Linked DNA regions of Gossypium arboreum: region 2 is linked to region 1. Evidence: chromatin contacts called from public Hi-C data. All regions are on one chromosome and are shown on one strand. Each heading gives the region's core, a stretch centred on a gene start, on an enhancer-like site or on the middle of the called end of the contact. The rest is flanking DNA. Distances are from core to core; before and after follow the strand shown.

Evidence for each region. A called contact is a pair of places that touch in the nucleus more often than the background predicts.
Region 2: a contact with region 1 is called in a Hi-C map of leaf, with 5 times the contacts expected there. The contact joins the promoter of LOC128281527 here to the promoter of LOC108489411 in region 1. A contact is called at or near these places in 2 of 5 Hi-C or Micro-C datasets (both in leaf).

Annotation. Positions count from the first base shown.
Region 1 is chr10:92,074,185-92,080,627 of ASM2569848v2, reverse strand. LOC108489411 (probable methyltransferase PMT3) reads right to left here and starts at 5,087. Exons shown (of 8, transcript XM_017793948.2): 1 at 4,695-5,087; 2 at 3,199-3,637; 3 at 2,811-2,975; 4 at 2,514-2,696; 5 at 1,701-2,295; 6 at 1,270-1,382; 7 at 928-1,148; 8 at 56-713. The coding sequence starts at 3,459. The coding sequence ends at 404.
Region 2 is chr10:92,263,502-92,270,303 of ASM2569848v2, reverse strand. It overlaps LOC128281527, which reads left to right and starts at 3,768. Exons shown (of 2, transcript XM_053019724.1): 1 at 3,768-4,110; 2 at 4,810-5,026. The coding sequence starts at 3,912. The coding sequence ends at 4,931. LOC108487341 (probable ribosome biogenesis protein RLP24) reads left to right here. Exons shown (of 5, transcript XM_017791655.2): 2 at 137-249; 3 at 675-788; 4 at 890-1,026; 5 at 1,119-1,576. The coding sequence starts at 169. The coding sequence ends at 1,293.

The DNA.
Region 1 (6,443 bases), core at 3,838-6,337:
AACAACATAAAAACATTTAATGAAAAACCAAGAGACTGGATAAGAAGAATATTCGTTTATGGAAGAACTTAGTAGTTAAAACCCAGAATGATTATGCCGTTCAGCATTACAAATTATGTGTATATGGTTATTAGCCATCAGCTAAAGTAGCTTTGAACAACACCAAAATAGAGAAAAAAATTGAATAATAGCCTATAGATCACAATGACCAGTTTACGGCTTGTCAAGTAATTCATTAAAAAGAAAAAGAAAAAAAAAAGGTAAACAAAAAAATAATGTGAACCATTTGTTTAATGCTACAAAATGAAACTGTTTACTGCATTTTAATAATGCCTGGCCTTCTTAATCTCTTTGGAGCTGTAGATGAAATAAGAAAGGGGGAAACTGTGAGGGTTGAAATACTCTATTCAGAATTCCTGAGGCTTTCACTTGTCAGCCACAATTTCTTTTGGATGATAAAAACAATGTCATCCCCTTCATTATCTGAATCAGCTGTTGCTACTGCTTCCCAATGCAAAGCTGATAAATATTTCTTTACGAAATCTATCACTGGTTGTTTGTCCCGGATGATAACGAATCCACTTGGACGGAGAATACGATCCATCTCGAGTAACAAATCCTCGGCACTGCAGCCTTTCTTCTCAATATCAGAAAAGACAGTCCAAGCATGAAGTAAATCGTAGGTTCGAGGGTATGTGGAAAAGGCTTCACACCTGCCAAACAATTGGTCCAATCAATACAAAATATGGGGAGAAAGCCAATAGGCGTGTGTTGTTAAGGTTTCCCTTTCACCAGAATTGTTCCTTTCTACCTCATGCTAAAGAGAATAGTGGTTGTATAGTTTGCGAAAACTGGAAATTAAAAAACCAAATAGAGAAAGCAAAGTGTAAAAACTATGTGCAGATTTCTAAGTTAATTTGTGCATACCAGTTATGAGTAGTGCCGATCAGGCCTCTGTCATATATCACCTTAAGTGTGTTTGGTCCATCCTCCGGGACAACATTCATCACCCAAACATTCTTGCTTTTAAGAGCAGCTGCAAATGATCCCAAGTTTGCTTTCATGTCCATCAAATTTCTCAAAGTGTCATCCTCAATCTTTGGACTCAAGAGATTCCAATAGCTCTCAACTCGATGACGCCAAGTTTCCTACAAAATTGCAAAGGCTATATTAGCAACTATATCTGTTATTGCTGCATAAATCACAATTCAAGCACAAGAAAATTTTCACAAACAAAAGGCGTAGATGAAATAATGCTGCCTTAATTACCGTGTCTTTTTCAAACATTTCATTCGAATAACCAAAATCAGCAAGTCTAGGAGGAGGAGATGTCAATCTGGCTGGCCACGGAGCCAATCCACTCCCCTTGGCCTTTTGGTCATCTGATAGAAACAAAGAGAAGCTTTAGTTAACATAAAATTCAAAGGTCCAACCTTTTAAAGAAATCAACTAAAAGAATCTTTGTAATTTTTGGTTGAAAAATATAGCACGGCTTGGAATCACAGTAAGCAACAATTACAGATTCTATAACTAACAAAGCTTCAAAAAGAATAAATGAGCTGAGTGAATGCACCAGATATAATATAACTCAGGCAGAAGAGAAACAATTCAAAAATGAAAGCAGAATACCACAAAATCTTTAAAATCAAGGTGGGGAAAAAATTTTAATATTAGCAACTTTGAAAAATAAATATACTCACGGTCAGAGTAAGGAGTGATACAAGCTTCCATTGGTACACCCCAAACTGCATCTGGATCATCATCAGAGCGGCAGACTGGGGGATTTGTACCAGGTTCTCTTTCCATATAACAATCATTTGTTAAAGGTTTTTGCCAAATGACAGTTTGGTTCCTCTTTGCAGCTATTCTCCAACACATACGGCCCACAAGGGCACTCATCTCTCTCCATATCCGAAGATCTTCTTCGTCTTGTGCATAAGCTTCTGGAGATGAATAGGCAAAATAGCCTCCAGGTCTAAGTAACCGGTCTAGCTCAAGAAGAAGAATCCCATCCCTTTGAAGCCAATCAATCCTACAGCGAGAACAGTGAGCAAGTTCAAATGATCTGCTCGGGTAAGGGAGCCTTTTGGTCCCTAGAACACCAAGATATGCAGGAATTCCTCTTTCCAGGGCAAATTGGATTTGGTTTTGATGCACATCATTGGGTGCTAATGACATTGCTATAATATCAGAAGAAAGAAGATATGCTCCAAAACTTGCGACACCGCAACCAACATCAAGAACTGTTCGTATTCTTCCTTCATTATTTAAATTGTTGTGTGAAAAGTTGAGCATCTGCAAATTCAGAATCATAGAGGAGTTACTGCTTCTACCATATGAGAAGTTCAAATATTTGAAGAATCAACTGTGAACAGTGAAAGGAATGATGATACAAGAAGAAAACTCAGGTAGACAAACACATATGACCATTCTTTAGTAGATGATCAAGATTATTGCTCATGTATCAATATAGTTTCTTTTGAGCCGAAATCAGTAGGCAATGGTGGTCTTACATTTGCAATTGAAGCAATATACTTGTCAGCTCCATAGTGAAAATGGGTTCCTCCCCCTGGAAATACTATCTTTTCACCTTGTACAACCATCCAGTTCTGGTCAGACTTCTCATGTGCAAGGTGTGTATGGGGAATATTTGCCTTCCATACTTCATCTCTGCTTTGAGGCCACTTAATTGGGACCTGTAATTTCACATGAATTAAAAAGACCGTAAATATATGATAAATATGATTATTACCATTGGTTTAACAATATACAGCAAAATAATCTGATTGTCAGCTTATGAGAATCAGTACCTTGTATCCTGGAGGAGGAGGAATCAAGCAATTGTATCTCCTTTCAGGAGGAGGGCAGTGACGCTCGTAGTGCTCCATCACAGACAAGTCCAGCTTTAATCTCATTTGGTATATTAAATGTCTGTCTAAGCAGGGAATCAATTCTGAATGACGATCGTCACAAACCTTTAAAGTCATAAGCAGAGATATTATAAGACAAGGCAACTAACCAAGGGAAGAACTACAGGGAATTACAAGCTGAACAGTAAGGTACTAACTATAAAACTAATTACAAGCTGAACAGTAAGTTACTAACTATAAAACTAACTGCAAAGGAAAAGGACAAAAGGACGGAGACCTGAGGGGTGCAAAGGTGCCTAGAAATGAGTCAGCATAAAAAGAAACTTACAGGGAAAGTTTTTGGTACGATGTCTTCTCCTTCATCCTGTCCGAATTTTGTTGAAGATTCATATTGCTTCCCATCAGTGTCATCATCTCCACCCAAGTAAGATGATCCAAGTTTTCTCAAAGATTTGCTGCCATATCCTAGATCTGCAGCACCACGGCTTGACGATCCATAATATACATAAAGAAAACCAAGAAAGATCGCCACAGCACAGAGAGAGGCGATTAATCGCTTCTTTTGGCCTCCATCAGGTCTTCCCCTCATCCTTCCTTAGGAATACGATTCTTCACAACAGTTTCCACTTGTGCTCTATATCGTCACAAAACAGATCTCCTTATCCTAGTCGATCTCACGTCAAACTTTATATCCAAAATAGAACTCTTTTGTTGCTAGCATTAGTTTATTCAGTAGAATGACTAACACTGAAGAAAACTTATCAAACCTGTAAACAGACAAGTAAAGAAACAATCAGGTAACTCTTTTCAGCATGTGAGTTAAACACACAAGTTGCTTAAGTTACTTCTTCTAAGATACTTTTAGAATAAAAAAACTGAAACTCAAGTTTAAAAGATCATATTACTATTACTTCAAATAATCAATTAATCGATAAAAGATGATGAAAGAGAGTAAGAGCAAAGCCAGCCACCAATGAACAAAGCAAGCTGAATTGAACATTGAACTAGAAAATTAAATATAACACCAAAAATAGCAAGTGAACCCACTTATTAAACAACTAAGAAGCCCCAAAAGCCTCAACCTATACTATCTTCAAATCTGTCCAGCTCAAAATGGTGAATTTAATAATATAAATGAAACACTCAACATGTCAACCCCTTTTGTCTAATGACACTAAGGCACTTAACTGTTCCGGTGAAACAGCATCAATCTATAACCTTTAACTCATAACATGGTCTTGCAGAAGGTTCAACAATAAAGTTCAAAAGCAAGTACGAAACTTGTTTAACAACTCAGATCCATATTAATAGTCAAAATCTAGGATAAAAACTTATATTACATAAAACAAAAGGAAACGAGTATGCTAAAAGATGCTAACTGCCGACACTTGTAACCAGTTGATTGACAACCAAGCAATGAAAAAGATTGATCCATGAAAAGATACTAAAAGCATGAAACCAATGCCTTTTTTTTTCACTGAATTGAAACAATTGGAATCATGAAAACGACAGCTACTTAGTAACTCTAATGAAATAGAGCAACAGATCTGATTCAAAAACTCAACTCAAATCCAAACTTTAGCATTAAGAAAAAAAAAAACTAAACCAAATTAAACCATCAAGAATCAAACTTTGATTCCAAAGAAAACAAAAACAGTAACATTTGATAGTAAAGATAAGAAATCAAGATTGACCCATTAAAACTACCACAAAAACAAGCAGAACATATAAGTCAGATCTCCATAAAAGAAACGAAAACAAAATTTCAGTGAAAACCCATCAATGCTCACAAAGAAAACAAGCTTAAAAGGATCAAAGCCTTACTGGGTTTCAATCAATAAAACGAAGGGAGCAAGAAAGTGGAGTTGAGATCTAAGAAAAAGATACTATAAGTTATCTCCCTAAATGAAAGAACCAAAAACAAAAAAAGAAAAAGGGAGAAAAAAATGGGGAGAGGGAATTTAGACCTCGAAGAATCTAGTTGTATTTTTTTTTTCTTTTCCCTAATGCTATTTTCAGAGAGGAGGGGCTATTTTTAGAGAGGTAGTGTATGTATGAACTACAGCCCGGGAGATAAAAGAGAGAGAAACAGTGTTACGTTCCAAGGTTGGTGTTCAAAGGATCTATGTTTGGATCTATGATTTGTACGAAATGCAAATTTCTTTTTAAATTGATTAATGTTAGTGTCGGCTGTCGTGTTTGGAAATCATAAAAATCAGAAGTAAATTTTGGTCTCTTTCATGTTTTCTAATTAAGTTATTTGAGTTTATTTAACTTCAGAATTTAAAACTATAACTATTTATTGTAAAAATTTCTAATACTCTAAATAAAATTTTTAGAATTTAGTCAAAAACAATTATATTGATACAATTTATTAAATAAATTATTAAAAAATTTAAAATTAATTCAACCCTTTTCTTAGCATGATTTAATCGATTAGTCTGATGACTCTTTTGGCCGGTTTTGGTCCAGTTCAAATAACGATGGGTTTAAGTCTCTATGCACTTCGTACATTTGAGAGTATTTAGCCTCTATTTTATTTTCAAAATTTAATCCTTATATTTTTAAATTTAAAAGTTCACTTTTAATTATATATAACCATGTACCATTTTAATTTAAAAGTTAATATATTAGTTATTTAAACTAATTAATAAGATTATAAAAATATAAAACCAAATTATATTAGGAATTAAAGTATAAGGATTAAAACTCAAATTTAAACATAGTAGAAAGACCAAAAAAAAGTTAACCATTTATTTATAATGCAAAAAAAAAGATCTATATCCACGTGTCATCATAAAATTATGTGTTACCGAAAGATTAAGATGTAAAAATTTAAGTATTGAATTTAAATTATAAAATTTGTTTGATATATTACTTAAAATTAAGTACTAAATTTAAATTGTTTGTTAAATAATAATTTCAAACTTTTAAAGGTAAAATGTTTAAAGGTTAATGTTAAAAGTATAAAAAATTTTAAAAATTCCAAATTAGATAAGTAGCTCTCTATTTATTTATTATTTTCAACCTTTTTCATTAAAAATTCTATGATTTGTTTATATAAATTTTCATCTTATTTAAATTTTTTATGACTTATCAAATAAAGCCTTATATAGATTTTAATCTAAACTCAAAACTCATATTAACTATCAAATATGAGAAACTCTAAAACCCAAAAAAAAATTAAAAGAAAATCAAAAGTAAATAAAATGATATTATTATTTGCAATAAAAATTATTTTATTTGAGTTTCTAAAAATGTTTGTTTTTCTAATAATAAAACTAATCAGAAATTCTAAAATATTAAAATGCATAGAGTCAAGAATTATGTAAGAAATAAAATTATAAAAATTGATATAATAATAAATGAGACTTTAAAATGGTAAAATAAAAATGTTTAAAATTATAAGGTTTTAATTAAAAATTTTGTGTTTTTCTATTTTTCTATAACATCTAAAGTAATATAATTTAATTTGTAAAACAATGGTATTTTAATCATTATCTAATTTGTTGCTACAAGAAATCAATAAGAAATGAGGAAAGGAGGAAAATGTGGTAGGGAATTTAGAACAAT
Region 2 (6,802 bases), core at 2,519-5,018, 190 kb before region 1:
CTGCAGTTTATACATGATTCTCTTTTCATGCTATTGCCAACTTATGCAATTTAAGATTGTGATGCCCCCTTAAATTTTGCTAATTAGTCTCGTTATGAAATGATTTCTGATATTGTCAATGTTATTTTCTGTTCAGGAAATTGTGTTTTGTTAGTTAATTTAAGAAGAATGAGATTAGAGAAGTGCTGGTTTTGTTCCTCCACTGTATATCCGGGGCATGGTATTCAATTTGTTCGCAACGACGCCAAGGTAGGAGTTTCTTTCTTACTTTTACATGTATTCAGAGGTTATATTACTTTATTCCTCTTAAAGGTTCTTTGCTTTTGTTTGTTTCTATTTAGTTCTTATCCATATTGGCTTATCATGCTACACATTTGGTTTGATTCTATGGAGTTGGCCTTTGGTTTGTCGGGCCTTGATGTCTTTCTCATCCATTTTTTAGTTACTCTCATTGCAGTATTTTTCTTTTTTGTTGCATTTCTCTATGTAGTGGCCTAAAATTTGATACTTAGTATATGTGTTTATGCATGGCGGTGTTGAGATACATGCAGTTTTCAGCAACATTTATGCCAGATTGAAGGCATCAATTAAAATAATGTATAGTACTATGTTCCCTACATGTCATTCGTGCTGTTTGCATTGATTTTAATTTCTGATGGTCCAAACTTTTGCAGATTTTCCGTTTCTGTAGATCGAAATGCCACAAGAACTTCAAGATGAAGAGGAATCCCCGTAAAGTAAAATGGACCAAGGCCTATAGGCGTTTGCATGGAAAGGACATGACACAGGTGATAGACCTAAGGCATTGATTTTGGGCTTTTTATTGCATTAATACAATGCTTATACCAAAACACTGCTTGATTTCTATTTCTTTTCTTTTTTGCACCAGGATTCAACATTTGAGTTTGAGAGAAAACGTAATAGGCCGGAGAGATATGATAGAAACCTTGCAGAGAATACTCTGAAGGCTATTAAAAAGATTGATAAAATCAGATCAGACAGGGCATCTGACCACATCAAAAACAGGTTGGTTTGTGGTGCTTTCATTTCCCATTGAAAGATATTATAACATGCACTTTGGTAAATAATAACCCTTCCATTTTTAAATCTTTTTCCAGGCTTAAGACAGGCAAAGTCCAGAGGCAGAAAGAAGCAAGGAAGCAATTGGAGCAGGGCATTCACTTGGTCAAAGCTCCGCTCGCACTTGCACAAGATTCATCACTTCGTCTTCCAAAAATCAAAGTCAATGTATCCCAAGCACAGACAGAAGAGAATCAGCCCATGGAAGAGTGAAATTGGTTCTGCTGTTCCTCGGCTTGGTATTTTTGTCCAGCAAAATCTTATGCATGCAACTCGTGGCTTAAGTTATCAAGAGGTTTTTTATGTTGTGTCTAGCGGTCCAGAATTTTGATTAGCATGTTCGAATGTTATTGTTTTGAGTAGCATATTTTGTAGTACTAATTATGGAAAAGTCATTATAAACGGATTGTTATTGTTTTGAGTAGCATATTTTGTAGTAACTAATTATGGAAAAGTCATTATAAACGGATTGTTATCTTTGTTTTTCCCTTTTAAATGTGGTGTTGGATATCTAGACTGATCGTCTTCCTCCAATATAAGTGTTTGTCTGGGGTTTGGACTTCGGTGTTAATTTTTGTAGTCCTATGCATTACTCCCTTTCACTGATACTGGTCTTGGAAAGTAGTAACAACAGATTCGAGTGATGAAAGTGTTGTTGAGTCAGGAGGGGCCATACTTGGCATAACATAGAGAGTAATTCGTGTTCAAAGGGAAGTTCCTCAATGTGAGGTTTTATAAACCATTATATTCTGAGCTTGGGTAAATTATAGTTTTTGGTCACTAAACTATAAAAATTTGTAATTTTGTCACCAACGTTTTCAATTGTTTTTGTTTTTAGTCATTTTCCGCTAAATTGTTAATATAATTATTCACGTGGTCTTTTATAATAGGCATTGTTATAGAATATGACTTGGAATTGGACCTCTAGCCGACACCCTCGTGATCTCACGAGGTAGACATGAATGTGTATTGAGGTGAGAGGTCAGCCCCTTGCAAGGAAGACATGTGCGAGGGAAGACACGTGAGTGCATATGATGATACTTAGGTGCGAATTCTATTAGACATGTATATGATACATGTTAAATAGGGTTTAGCTAGGAGGTTGATAAGGGTCTTGGACGCTTAAAATAATTTTTTTTATTTAAACTTTTAAAATTTTTTATTAATAAAGATAAAATTATATTTTAGCCCCTTAAAAATGATAAAATTTTAATTAATTTTTTAAAAATTATAAAGATATAGGCTATTAAAATGGTGAAATTGTAATTTTTTTCTATCATAAAAACTATTTAATCTGTCCCCTAACAAAATTTTCTAGCTTCTCCCTTAGTGTCAAACTTAAAGGCTGAGTTATATGTATGGCATCTAGCTATCTTCCAAACATGTCGAATCAAGGATCTGTCTTCTAAAAAAATAAAAAATCATCTCCAAGTGAGGGAGGTAGAAATAAATCGGAACAAGTATAATAGTATTTTTAGTTCTCAATATTTATATATTTTATCAATTTTGTCTTAATTCTAAATAATTCAATAAATTAAACCCAATTTGATTTCTGAACAGGTATTCATCATAAATAAGAAATATAAATATTTTAATACTAAAAATATATCGATTTGGTCAACATTTTGTGTTTCCCATATCCTCCTTCCTTTCTTCAATACAAGAATGAGGCTCTATAATAAATAATTGAAATTTTATGATTAAAATTGTTGTTTTTATATTAAAATCAACAAATTCTTCGGTACTGATTTTAAAAATGTATATTTAAATAGCAATTTAGAATTTATCAGGCTGATATGATCAAAGGAAGCAAGATTGAATAGTTAAATCACTTCCTTGAATATGTCTATACTTGCCCCCACCTGATACTTCCTCCACAGAAGTTTTGAGATGTTTTTAGTGGGTTTTGTTTACATGATAGTTTATAAATTCTAATAGAAATTAAACATAACGTGATAATTGGACCTGTCCAAAAGTGGAGTCTGGCCCGACCTGATTTGGGTTTAGGATTAAACAAAGATTTTTATACTTTTATCCGACTCAAATTTAATTTAAATAATAAAAAATATTTATAAATTAAAATTTAAGTTTAAAGGTATATAAAATAGAAAATAAAAATATATTTTTTTATTTTTTCAATAGTAAAACAGGTTTTTTAAGAGAATCAGCCAAAAAATGAGTTTGGACTTGATAAATATTTTGGAACTAAGATTCGGCTTAACCCCTAGACACCTTTAGTCATAATCATTGATTAAATATTAATAATGAAAACATGTCTTACAATTAGAGATTATTAGGGTGTGTTTGAGCACTACAAAGTAATTGGAAGATCATGAAATTCCCATCGAGGCTTGAGGACAGGCGGAAAAGGGACGAAGTTGAGTTTGTAAATTTTCTGAATCTATTTAAGTACCTTAATGTTAATTTTTCCTTATTGGATTTAATTGAAAAAAATTCCTAAGTATGCCAAGTTTTTAAAAGAAATTATGTCTAGGTATAGGAAATTAAAGAAAGGTAATACCTACTACAGTGCCATAAACACTAAGAAAATATCCCCAAAATTAAAAGATTGGGGTAGTTTTACAATTCTCATAGAGATAGGGGATATGAATTTTGGTAAGACCCTATGCAATTTAGGGGTCAGTATTGATTTAATGCCACTATCCACCGATAGAAAACTCGGATTAAGGAAGCTGGAAGTACGTCGATAACACTATGATTGGCTGATAGGTATTTGGTACACCCAAAAAGTGTAATAGAAGATGTATTGGTCAAGGTGAGGCAATTTACTGTTCCAATAGATTTTGTTGTCCTCGACTTTGCGGAAGATCATGAGATTCCCATTTGAAGTGGAAGTATTTAAATGTGGTAATCCCTCCAAGTATGAGGAATCCGAAGGTTACTTAGGGGATAACTATAATTTATTATCTTTTCGAACCACTAGCAGCCTTGATCGAAGGTATGCTTGTAGTTCCATGTGTACAGGTACTCAGGATTGTTCGAAGGAGACAGGCAAGTTGAAGGACTCAGGTATGCTTGTAGTTCAATGAGAGGACTTAATGAGCTATCAGATTAATCTGTCAGCAACACTTAATAATTTTTTATCATTGAAGTTCATTAAATTTTGTAAAATTTGGATGCTTAATTTTCGTATTTTTGAACTCATTTTAGTTATTATGTAGGAGTAAGATATAGTAGGAGGCGAAGTATGTTTTTCATTGAGGTTATTCTATTAATATGAGTAGGTAAAAATTGAATATCTGTTAGTCCGTCACCCTGAGAAATGTAAACTTTTCAAAAACAGAGCTTGTGTTGGGGCATTGGGCCAGCAATGTCGCAACATTGTACTTCAAATTAAATTATGATTTTTCAGGGGAAATGTCGAGACATCGAACTCCAGTATCGCGGTTCAAAACAAAACCTGGAATTTCCAGGTATGAATCTCACGACAATGAGAATTGGTGTCGCGACATCAAGTCAGGTTCTACAACAAAAAACTGACCCAGTGATGCAACCCAACACTTAAACCCTAAAACCCATCGGTTTCTAAGCCAAAAACCTAGCTATAAAATATACTTAACCTTATTTAGCCCTTTAAAACATATTTTTAACTTGTAAACTCTCCCAAAACCCTCTCCCCAACGATTTTCCGTTGTGACTGTTGCCATTGTTTTTGTTTTTCTGCTGTAATTTCTTTTTGTTCTTGCTTTGTTTCTTCTCCTTTTGCAGGTACTAAAGCATTCAAGTTCCACAACAACGATCTTTCAGCATTCTCAAAGATATCGACAAACAATGTTAACGGTTCCAAACTTTATTTGTTAATATTTTTGGGATTGTTGTTAGATTTTTAGGTTAAGATTGCTTGGTTAGAAATTCGGTTGAATTGAGTATTTGGAAACATTTTAATATGGCATCAAATAAATCTGAGAAAAACTAAAAGCACAAAGCAATCAGTGGATTTCGATTACGAATGTCCTGCACATCAAGACGTTGAAAAATATTTTCTCAAAATCCAAGGTAAAACTTTTATACAAGAAAAGAGTTTTAACTCTATCAATAAGTTATATAAATTAACTCAATATCATTGATAGGGGCGAGCAAAACTCGATTCGATTAAAAAAAATTAAATTTCGAATTAATCGAATCAAGTTTTTCGATTTATTCGAGTCAACTCAAATAAGTAATTTAAGTTTTGAGTTCAAATCGAGTTAAATTTTAAAATTCGAATAACTCAAATAATTTGAATAAAATATTGGTGTAAATACCTTTTTTGGTCCATGTCAAGTATAAAAATAAACAAATTTGTCTCTCTAAAATTACAAAATAATTCAAAATAATTTTTAAAATTTAAAATAATTTTTAAAATTTAAAATATTTATAAAGATTCCAAATTTTACATTTTTAAAAAATTATAAAATTTCTAAAACAATATATAAAGAAAGTTTAAAAAATTAAAAATTTCTAGGATAATAACTTTGGAGACCTAAATAAGTTAAGTAATGATTCAAGTTTATCATATTAAAATATATTTTTTATTTTGCTTTGAAAAAGTTTTTAAATATATACGATTTCAAATTTATGTGCATTAACATGAAATTAATTATATTGTAACAAGATTTTAATTTGACATATTTAATTTTTAATTTAACTCGAATAATTTCACTCGATTCGGCTCAACTCAAATTTCATTTCACTTGACTCGATTCAAAAAAAATTCAAATCGAGTTAAGATGATAAAATAGGACTTGTCAACTTGATTAACTCAAAAACTTTTCACTCGATTCAATCAAACACTCACCCTTAATCACGGATGAACTGATTTTTGCTTAACCCCTAAAGAACCGACTGTCACCCCAGAAGTAAAGAGTTTTATTCTTGACTAAAATATAGAGAAAATTACCGGGAGACATCCATACACATGTGACGTTTAGGGGTAAAGAAGTCCTTGTCACTCCCAAGAAAATTTGCAAATATTATAAATTCCATATCAACTGGACGATTTTTTTTAAACTCTTGATTTAAATTTTTATACAAACATTGGTATGGACAATGTAATAAATTATTTGACTGAAGGGAGAGGCGAGTGGAAACATCAGCCCCATAATGTATCTCCCACTTTTGCTTAACTAGGCAATCATGTTTCCAATTGCAAAAATGTGGATTCAAATTTTATGTACTCGGATTTCTCCTGCTCTGAACGTATCTAATGTAAATGCTTTTCGAGTTGTGTTGCTTTATGTTATTTTGTAGAGAAAACATGCATGTATAGGGATGTGGATTTACCAATCCATGATCAATTGCATAAGTGGCTTGAAGGCTGGGATATTCTTCCCACATTTTGTGATGGCTCTGTGCAAGAAAGCCAAGGTTCCAATGCCTACTACTGACTGTCGCCAAACTTGTGAATTGGAAATACTGCAACAAAAAAAAAAAAAAGAAATTAAAACAATGGTATCTGTAAGTGTAACAACCCATTTTTAATAAAATCGAAACAGGGGTTTTGGGACCACAGATCCGAGTCCAGAAAGAAAAATTATTTTAATACTATTTTATGATTTACAGTATGATAATAATATTGTTTGAAAATTTTGTAAAAAAATTTATCGATTACATGTTTAATTTGATAAAGGACCAAATTGTACAAAGTGCAAAAGTTGAGTTCTAATAGCTAAAGGGATTAAATAGCTATAGAACTTTAAATTGGAGGTCCTTATATAGTAAT